Linked DNA regions of Mus musculus: region 1 is linked to region 2. The links are chromatin contacts, called in public Hi-C maps. All regions are on one chromosome and are shown on one strand. Each heading gives the region's core, a stretch centred on a gene start, on an enhancer-like site or on the middle of the called end of the contact. The rest is flanking DNA. Distances are from core to core; before and after follow the strand shown.

Region 1 (5,158 bases), core at 243-2,742, 3.4 Mb after region 2:
CCACGAATCCTTGTTGTAAACGTGCTTAAACATTATGAGTGGTTTTTGCAAAATTTTCTGTAACTGTATTGTGATATTCTCAGCCACGAACTTTGTAAATGACAGCAACAAGGTATCCAAATGTCAAAAAGGCAGGGTATGCCTGTTCAGCCTCAAATGCATTTATACAACATCTCCGATTTTTAAGATATTTTATGTAATACAAACAAAATCACCTCAACTGAAATTCCTACCAAGACCTCCTAAGAGAATGTCCCCTTCTTTTCTGCAATTCCTCAGAAAAACACTACCTAACAGATACACAAGAAAACTGCAATCTGGGAGGCTGACTAGACAGCTCAGTGGCTAAAAGCACGTGTCCTGCAAGCGTCAGAATGGGAACTGAGATCCTTGTAGTCATTTAAAAGTTGAGGAGCACTCAGAACTGGGGAGGAGGAGAATGGGGTTCCCCGAGGCAAGCTGGTTAACCAACAAGGACCCGGTTAGAGTAAGACCCCGCCTCAGTTAAGAACGATCCAAAAAGACATCTAAAATTAACACACACTACCGGCACATATGCACCAACATCCACATGAATGCACATGCCCATAATCAACCAATGAAATGCAGATATCCACAGGGAGCATCTATAACGGATAGTGATTATCTGTAGGGCTAAAGGGTCAATTCTCTTCACAGTCAACTAACTACAAGGCAGCACCAAGTGTTGGCAGCCATGCACTTTCCTCTGGGAGTAAACACATTTTTCAAACCAAGCACTGCCCCAAGGAGACCTTTAGGGACACCCGGCCGGGACAACAGAACAGACTTCAGCAGTCGTTCCATCCCGCGATCCCTTGAGCTACATCCCTCCGAGTTCCTTCTCCTCTGGCAGAACACTGCCATTTTTGTTACAGTTCCTTTTCATTCTCTTCTCAAATAAAGGGCCGGGTTAGCCGGAAAGCAGGCACGGTCCGTGCAGGAGACTTCTCGCCACAGGACAGCCTTGGCTTTCGCAGACAGCGCCTCTCACCCAGGGGGGCTGCTCCCCAGCATCCTCCAGCCTGCGCCCGGCGGCCTCGTCATCTCCCGCCATGGTGGGCGAGCGGCAAGGCCACGGGTGTCGGGGGAAGCGCGCAGTGAGCCGCGGCTGCAGCAGGGCGCACTGGGACTCACCTCTCGAGTCCGAGCCGGCGGGAGGGAGAACGGCCGCGAGGCTCACTTGAGCCGCCAGCCAGGACTCCCGCCGCCGCGGAACACCCCAGAACGGCCCGGGGAGGCCAGCGTCTAGGGAAAGAGTCGACCGGTCCAAGCCGAACCTGCGCGCCCAGCAGGGCAAGGGAGCTGCGCGCAGCACACTGAATCCCCGGCCGCCGGTGGGCGGTGCCCTAAGAAACCAATGGGGAGCCGAGCCGCCCAGAGCGACGGCGCCGCAAGCCCGTTGACTCGGGCCATAGGCCCTCGCTCAGTCGGAAAACAGATCCCCCAACCAATAGTGGGTTCCCGGGCTTTCCTCATCTCTTCAGTTTCCGTTTCCGGGGGAAGGGACCGTGCGCGGAGCACGCCGGATCTCTGGAGAGACAAGTGTGTGCTAGCTGTCTGGAAGTTAAGGGCAGCGTCCCCGGTTGTACGGTTGGTTGGTGTTTTATGTCAATCTTAATATTGTTAGTCTAGCTGCTCTGAGGAAAAAAAAAAAAAAAAAAAAAAGATAATGAAGATGGATTCGCTTGAGGAACAGCGAATACCTGCTCGCATATGATGCAAAGGGATCTCAAGGGTTTGAGGGAGGGCGGAGCCAGAGCATGAACAAGAAAATAGGACCATACAACTAATGAAATAAAGACACGAAAAGGGGGCTTATACAGAGGAAATGAGAAGGAAAACGAGTGAATCTGGCTGGGATACATGAAAATATTTGTTTACTAACAGGACTACGTCATTTGGATTCGCTTATTCCGAACTTATCATACTTAGAACCAACAGTAAGAATACAATACTCAAGTAGAGGCACCTCTGAATAACTGAGCTTCTGGGTAATTGAACGAGAAGAAACTGAACATACAGTCTTGGGGAAAGTGCTAGAATAAGGCAGCTGAATACTTACTCATTCTTGCCAATGGATATAAACACACTGGCTATAAATGTGATGCCTAGAGAGCACAAATCCCAAAGTTCCAACCTTTGTATCATTTCATTGAGCTCTGAAAATCAAGCTCACAACTTGGGTTTGGTTCACTATCTTAACACCACCTTGTGGTTAGGTTTTTGTTTTTAACCATATCAAGGACCGTCCGGGGCTAGGCTGGTAACTGGGCTTCCAGGTGACCTGCCGGTGGTTTGCTTCTAGGTCTCATCAGAGCTACCTGGTGGCAAACTTCTATTGCACATGCATTGCGTTATTTCAAGTCATACAAAATGGTTTCCAAGTTACAGAGAATGATTTTTAAGTTATGTTCCTAACAGCAGGGCACAGGATTATATAATTATAAGACCAGAAGGAATCAGGAACACTTTCCTTAAAGGAAGAGATATGAAAACTAAGGCCTGAATTGATTTGAATTTTCTAGGAAGAAAAGCAAAATGAAAATAGATGAATAAAGTGTCAAAGTGTCAGATATTATGAATTACAAGTTGGTACTTAAGGGACTGGCCACATTTGTATTGAAAGATTATCTGTGGAATATAATAGTGGGAAGGAAGAAATGGAGTCAGACTTTTTGGGAGCTGTTTAGAACAGTGGTTCTCAATCTTCTAATGCTGGACCCTTTAACACTTCCTCATGTTGTGGTAACCCCTGATCATAACGTTTTTGTTTGTTTCTTTTTGCTACTTCATAACTGTAATTTTACTACTGTTATGAATCATAAATGTAAATATTTCTGGAGATAGGGGTTAGCCAAAGGGGTTATACTTCACAGGTTGAGAACCACTGGTTTAAAGATTCCAATTGAGAAATGTGAGGATACTTTACATACATCCGTATTTCACTTTTGTTGGACAAATTATTTAATCCGGACCCAAATTACTACCCACCTTTGATCATTTAGTTTCCGGATAAAACATACACACAACCTTTATAAACCTTAAACAGCACAAGAGCTGGGCAGATACCTACCCTCTATGCTATTAGAATCTATTTTCCTATAGATAACCCAAGTTATTACTTACTATGTTTCATCAATAGGAGGGAATTCATGCCAGGTACTGTTGAAGGGCCACAACTTGACAAGACAGACTCCATCTTGTAACCAGACCTCCATTTTATACACTAGGCCCTGTTCTCGGTTAAACTCTAATTTATTAAAAAACAAACAAACAAACAAACAAACAAAAAAACAGCTGGGTATGGTGGTGCACACCTTTGATCCCAGCACTCGGGAGGCAGAGGCAGGCGGATTTCTGAGTTCGAGGCCAGCCTGGTCTACAAAGTGAGTTCCAGGACAGCCAGGGCTAAACAGAGAAACCCTGTCTTGAAAAACAAAAAACAAAACAAAACAAAAAACAAACAAAAAACCCCCCAAAAAACAAAAAAAAAACAAAAACATACAAACAAATAAAAAACCTTTCCAGGAAGGAACCACCCTAGACATGATCCACCAGCAAGAAAATACCTAACGCTCTATATCTGTGTAGATAGATATAGATAAAACTGCTTAAGCCAACTGAAATCATTGTTAGACAGTCATATAACTGCTAAGTTGATAAGTTCCTCACCTTGCTGTAACTGAAATAAAAATGTTAAACCTTAGGTGCTTGAGGCCTTCTTTGCTACCTCACATTGATAGAGGAGCCAGAAGGTCCAAGCTTGAGTTTGAATAAAGACTCTTTGCTTTTGCATATGAGTTTTATTCCTGGTGGTCTTTGGGGACCCTTGGATCGGGGCATAACATTTGGGGGCTTGTCCGGGATTCCCATCCCCCCAGGACTCCTTGAACTGTTGAGTCAAAACCTGACTGGTAGGTGTCTGAATGTTTGTCCTCTGTCTTGGTGTCTTGGCTCTCTACCCTTGATATGAGTAGCCTGTAGGCAGTCTAGATGGACTCGTTGGATGACCCCAGGGCCAAGGGACTTGGGAGATGCCCCGGACCCACATGGAGGGAATTGGATCCCCCTCATAGACTTGAGATGAATTGGGTTGCTCCTACAACACTGTATAAGGCTGTTGTCTCACTTACATTTTTGCCTCCAATCACCAGGAGGACTGAGTGCCTTATTGTCTTTCATTCTTCTGTTTGCTCTCTGTGACTGATGCCATGGGACAGGCTCAGACCACACCTTTAACTTTGTTCTTAGACCATTTCAAGGACTATAAAATTATGGCTAGAAGTCTAGGCTTAGTTGTTAAGGACAGACTAATCACTTTTTGCATGAATGAATGGCCAATTTTCAATGTTGGCTGGCCCCTAGAGGGAACTTGGCACATGCTCATGATTTTTAGGACCAAGGAAATTATTTTTGATGACCAAGTCATCTACATCATCGCCAGCAGGATGTGGTCCAGGAGCCACCAGAATGGTTCAAATCACTGCTGCTGCCACAGCAGCTCTCTTAGTCAGGGTTTCTATTCCCGCACAAACATGACCAAGAAGCAAGTTGGGGAGGAAAGGGTTTATTCAGCTACACTTTCCACACCCACCTTATACTTGAGGGAAAGCCCAATGAAAGCTGCCTTGACTGCCCACGGCCAAGCCGGTCTTCTCTCCTTGAAGGAAATAGGCCCCTAACCAACTGATACAATATTGTCCCTTTGCTACTAGTGATCTATATAACTGGAAAATCCAGAATACTGAATTCTCAGAGAAACCAGCTGCCTTAGTTAACTTAATAGATTCTGTCATTTTTACTCACCAACCCACCTGGGATAACTGCCAACAGCTCTTGTAGATCCTCTTCACTACCGAGGACCAAAAGAGGATTTTAAATGAGGTCCGGAAATTGGTTCTGGGATCAAATGAGACTTCCTACTACTAACTAAGCTATGACTGATGCAGACTTTCCCTTGACTAGACCAGACTGGAATTTTAACTTGGCAAAAGGTAAGAAGAGGTTTCAGGTCTACCACCAGACTCTAATGGGAGATCTCAGGGTAGCTGTGTGTTAACCACTAATTTGGCCAAGGTACATAATGTGCAGCAGGAAAAGACAGAATCACCAGCAGCCTTTTAGAAGGGATTAAGGA
Region 2 (5,070 bases), core at 1,744-4,243:
TGAATGAAGCACAACAGGAATTCCCTGGTACTAACAGATGCCACCCATAAAACAAGAAAGCACAGATGTTAATCGCCAAATCCCAGAACACTCTTCACATCATTTGCACTTGAGTTTTGGCTATGACCTAGGTTTATTTTGTTTTCTGAGACAGGACATTTCTGTGTAGCCTTTCCTGTCCTCAAACTCACAAAACACAAAGATCTGCTTGCCTCTGCCTCCTAAAGGCTAGCTGGAATTAGAGGCATGCACCACTACCACTACAGCCCTGCTTATGAACTATTTTTAAAACATGTTTTGCTTTAAAATTCATTCACTAAATATCAGCCAGTAAGATAATGTGCTTTTCTGGTTCGCTCAATAAAAAACTTCAAATATGACACCAACAAGTATTGGCAACTTTTGGATTTGAACCAAACTTCTATTGTCTTGAGCTATGTAAACAGTTCTTAAAGATGCAGGTTTTGGGGGGGGGGGTGCATGTGTGGAAGACTTTTGGGATAGCATTGGAAATGTAATTGAGGAAAATACGAGAAAAAAAAAAAAGATGCAGGTTTTTTTGTTGTTTTGTTTTTCAAGACAGGATTTCTATTGTTGCCATGCTTTCCTGAAACTTAGAGAACTACCAGCCTAAGCCTCCTGAGTGTTGGGATTATGCAGCTCTTTAGACCAGTTTAGCATTAATTTAAAATGACTGTGCACCACATCCAATGGTGTCCTCAAAGTACTATAGCTCCCTATTCAGCCACACAAATGTGTGATCACAACCTCTGATCTTAGCACTGCTCTGAGTTCAAGGCTGACTTGGCCAGCTATGGTTAGAGACCCTGTGAGTATAATACTGAATTCCTACACTTGAGATGTAAGTTGTTCAAGGACAGCCTTGCCACAAGGGAGTTAGAACTCAGACTAAGCTAGTGAGACTCTCTCAAAAGCAAAAACTGGACAATTTTTTTGCAATGTGAAAATTGTAGCAATCACGAGGTGTACAATGAAGGGACGAATGGAAGACCACAAAGGTTTTCTCCCAAGGGCAAGTGAAAACAGTCTGGTGATATGTGTTGCAGAAGCTGGTGGATGGATCGCTCTGAGTCTCAGGACAGTCTAGGCTACCGGAGAAATGCTGTCTTAAAAACAAAACCCCCAAACAACAAAGCCCATAAAGTAAAGTTTGTAAAGATGGCTCAGCGGGTAAGAGCACTGACTGCTCTTCCGAAGGTCCCAGCAACCTTCAAATCCCAGCAACCACATGGTGGCTCACAACCACCCGTAATGAGATCTGACACCCTCTTCTGGTGTGCCTGAAAACAGCTACAGTGTACTTACATATAATAAATAAATCTTGAAAAAAAAAGGTTTAGTTACTTAAAAAAACAAAACAAAAAACACAGAAACCAATGATTCTATGCTAGTGCATTTTGCCTTATGTGTTGGAGTATTTCAGCACAATGAGTGAACTCTCACATTACAGCTATATACTTTGAGGTATTATTAGACTTAAGTTGTACTTTCCCCTCTATACCCTCTAACTACTGGGACGAGATCCAAAATTTAATGCAAGCATGCACAAAATCATGACTATAGTTTGAAAATCCTCCTTGAGATATTACTACTCTATTACATCACAATGTACAAAAGTCCCCCAAATCGCCTGGAGCAGTAGTAAGGACACCATGGTGGTAGAATGACCAATAGACCTCCTGACTAAATAACACCTCTAGACCACTAAGTTGTACCACATGCAAATTAGATTTTTCACAAAACTTGATAACAAATTGCTGTCTTGCAGCTACTATATTCTTTAACACCATTTAAGTATACTGGTACCTTTGGCCCCATTGTAACAGCTACAGCATCTGCTAAAAGGTCTACACCTTGAAGCATTAAGGCTCGAGCGTCCGCACCAAATTTTACATCTTTGGCATAGGCCCGAGTGAGATGAGGAGCCAGTGCCCGGGACACTGGTCTCATCTGGCGAAGGACTGTGGGTAGTCGAAGCATTTCTGGGGAAGGAAAAAAGAAAAATCACTACAAACTTGTCCAACGGTGCTTCAAAACATGGGAGGCTAGATTGGAGCTGGGCTGTCCTCTGCTAACCACCATGCCTGGGCGCTGCAGATTCAGGGCATAATCTGCTAGCCAACTGATCATGGAGGCTGACCCCAAGCCTGACCAACAGCATAAGCACAAAGCACAGAAAACCACATCCCCATGGCCACCCACTCTGCCCTCTCAAGTTAATCTTTCACTGCCAAAGCGGCCTTGGGAGCAGATCCACTCCGAAAAGTGTCCAAAGGAAAAAAATCAAGTTGGTGCAAGCAAGGCAGGTTCTAAATGCAATTGCCTAGAGAACTACAGAAGTACTCATGACGGTGCAAAACCCTCTGAGTGTGTCGCCAGGTATCCACCCGAAGCTACGGTAACACAGCAGCTAGCAAGGCCGGAGGAAAAGACAGTAGGTCAGTCCAGCCTCGCGGCCCCACGTGTCTTCCCGACCAGGAGCCCCGAGCAAGGTCAAAGTGAACACCGGACCGCCGCGGCCACCGGGGACTAAAGGACCCCGACCACCCTCCCACAGAGTCCTGCAGTGCGCCAGGCGCAGGTGGCACCAGAGGGCCCAAGTTGCTTCCACCCTAGCCCGCCCTTGCTCCGGCGCTCGGCCTGGATCGCGTGGTCCCCGCCACACGTGATGAAACCAGCGTGGCCCCGCTGGGCCTGGACAAGTGAGCCGAGCCTGCGGCGTCGCTGCCAGACTTCTCCCCCTAGTCCTCCGTGCTCGGTCCGCGCTGCAAGCAGCCCCCCGCGAGCGCCGGGGCGCCCTGCACGCCGAGGCCGCGTACCTGCGGGGCGGCGGCAGGAGAGCACGAGGCGAGGCAGGCCGTCTGCGGCGAGTGAGGGACCCAGCTCTGGGCGCGCACCGCAATGAGCCCGAGTCCCCTCCCTCCCCGCCCCGCCCCGCGGCCCCGCGTGTGCGCGCGCGCGCCCCCCGCTCTCTCCCACGCCGGGGCCCTGCAATCTGCATGCGGCGCGCGCGGCCCCGCCCTCCGTACCAGAGCCGCCTCAGCTCTGCGGCCTCAGCCCTCTCCCGCCGCCCTACGCTGGTTCCTGGGCCACGGTCCGTTCTAGAACCTTCCGGAAGGCCCCGCGCGTCCCGTGGGTGAAAGGTCAAGTGGCGTCATTTCCGGGAGGGGGGCTCGTTCTTTCACCTCGGCGGCCGGCCTGGAAAAGCCTAGAAAGTGCTCCCCTTTTCTTCCGCCTCCGGCCGCCCGCGTCGGCCCCCTTGCGCGGAGCCCTCGCCACCAATCGGCGCGCGCGTCGGCGTGGCCGCCCCCTCTCACGCTCGGGGGGCTGAGTGCGCCTGCGCGCTGCGCGGCCTTTTCACGTGTCCCAGCCGGCCAGCAGGACTCTCCTTGCAGCAGCGGCCCGAGTTCAGAGTCCGGAGCTGCGGTGGTGGCGGCGAAGGCGAGAGTCATGGTGAGTGTCTCGTGGTTGGCAGGCCTGCGGGTCCAGTTCGGCCTGCGGCCCACGGCGAACCCTTGTGCGCTTTGGGACTAATAGGACAGGGGTCCGGGGTCTGGTCAGTGTCCGGTGTCCGCCCATGGCTCTGCAGAAGCGAGGCCATTTCTCTCTCCACCATGGCTTTGCCGCACGCACGTGTGCGACAAAGCGTCTGGGGCAGGGGGCGGGAACCCGATGCACACGCAGAAGCCCACCTGCCCTGGCAGGGCTTCAGTGGATGTGTCCTATGTTGGAGAAAGACTAAGATCCAGGCTCGAAAAGTGACGCCACTCCCCCGTTATTCGAATTTTTAAAAAAATTAAAGAAATGTTTGACCTTGGAATAGATCAAGGTGGCGATTGCTGATTAGTAATGAAGACCCCCCCCCACCACCACCACCACACACACACACACACCAGACAGGGAAATGAAACTCAGTTTGTCCTATATAGAGTGGAACACTGAGTATATTCTAAAAGTACACTTGAATTTTCTTGTCCTTTTTGGAACAGGTCAGTTTTGACCTGTTGAGAGTTAAGGCTTGCGGTGGTCTTAACTGTTCGTGTTCTGACACTTCGAACTTACACTCTGTTTGATCACATTTCTCTCCACAGGCTGGACAAGCTTTTAGGAAGTTTCTTCCGCTCTTTGACAGAGTATTGGTTGAAAGGAGTGCTGCCGAAACTGTAACCAAAGGTGGCATTATGCTTCCAGAAAAGTCTCAAGGAAAAGTGTTGCAAGCAACGGTCGTGGCTGTGGGGTCAGGAGGGAAAGGAAAGGTAAACTGGTGCCCCTGGAGTGGTACTGAATTCCAGTGTGATGTGGAAGGAGGGGAATTCCTTTGGTAATTAAAAAAATGAATTACAATGGCATTTTTGGGGGGAAGAATTTCAAGTCAAATTTCAATTCACAAAGAACCTCCCATTCAGGAAAATGACTGTTTTATATTGTTTTAGAATTATTTTATGTTTCTGAAGAAAGGCAAAAGGTATTTGTGTGACGTGTTTGCACATGTCTATATGCTGTGTAGCAGGGGCATCTCCACCTTACTCCTTTGGGGTAAAGTGTTGACTAGTCTGGTTTCTGGGCCTCAACATGTTGCGGGTTACAGCCTTTTTACTCTAGTTTTAGGATCCTGGTTTGGGCTCCCCTACTTTCATAGCAAGTCTACTTACCTGTTTACCCACTGAGCTAACTCTGCAGTGCCCCAAGCTCTAGAGGCTGAAAAGTGCCTGCCTTGATGGTGGCTCATGCCTGTGGCCCAGGTTCTTTGGAGCCTAAGGCAGGTGGACTGTAGAATCTTTTTAGGCCAGCAGGAGGTACAGGATGAGACCATGTCCCAAAAAAGTAAAACAAAATCTTACAATATGAAATAACCTCTGTAGCTATTTTATATCCTGTTCTTCAAATTTTAAATAGACAAAAAGATCGCGCAAGTAGATAAACCCCCACGGCCATTTCAGAGCTGAAGGAGGTATTTATTAATAAGGCACAGAACTAATTCTAAGCACAGGTTGGGAGAAGGGTATAGTGCTGAGGTAGAAGGATCCGGAATTGATGGCCTGTCAATTT

Evidence for each region. A called contact is a pair of places that touch in the nucleus more often than the background predicts.
Region 1: a contact with region 2 is called in a Hi-C map of B cells, with 6 read pairs. The contact joins the promoter of Orc2 here to the promoter of Hspd1 in region 2. A contact is called at or near these places in 2 of 39 promoter capture datasets (cranial neural crest and maxillary cranial neural crest) and 1 of 484 Hi-C or Micro-C datasets (B cells).

The regions. Positions count from the first base shown.
Region 1 is chr1:58,503,617-58,508,774 of GRCm38.p6, forward strand. It overlaps Orc2 (origin recognition complex, subunit 2), which reads right to left and starts at 1,493. Exons shown (of 18, transcript NM_008765.3): 1 at 1,156-1,493. Gm15834 (a long non-coding RNA gene) reads left to right here and starts at 1,500. Exons shown (of 4, transcript XR_865442.3): 1 at 1,500-5,158.
Region 2 is chr1:55,084,939-55,090,008 of GRCm38.p6, forward strand. It overlaps Hspd1 (heat shock protein 1 (chaperonin)), which reads right to left and starts at 2,994. Exons shown (of 12, transcript NM_010477.4): 1 at 2,841-2,994; 2 at 1,828-2,003. The coding sequence starts at 2,001. Hspe1 (heat shock protein 1 (chaperonin 10)) reads left to right here and starts at 3,210. Exons shown (of 4, transcript NM_008303.4): 1 at 3,210-3,474; 2 at 4,113-4,277. The coding sequence starts at 3,472.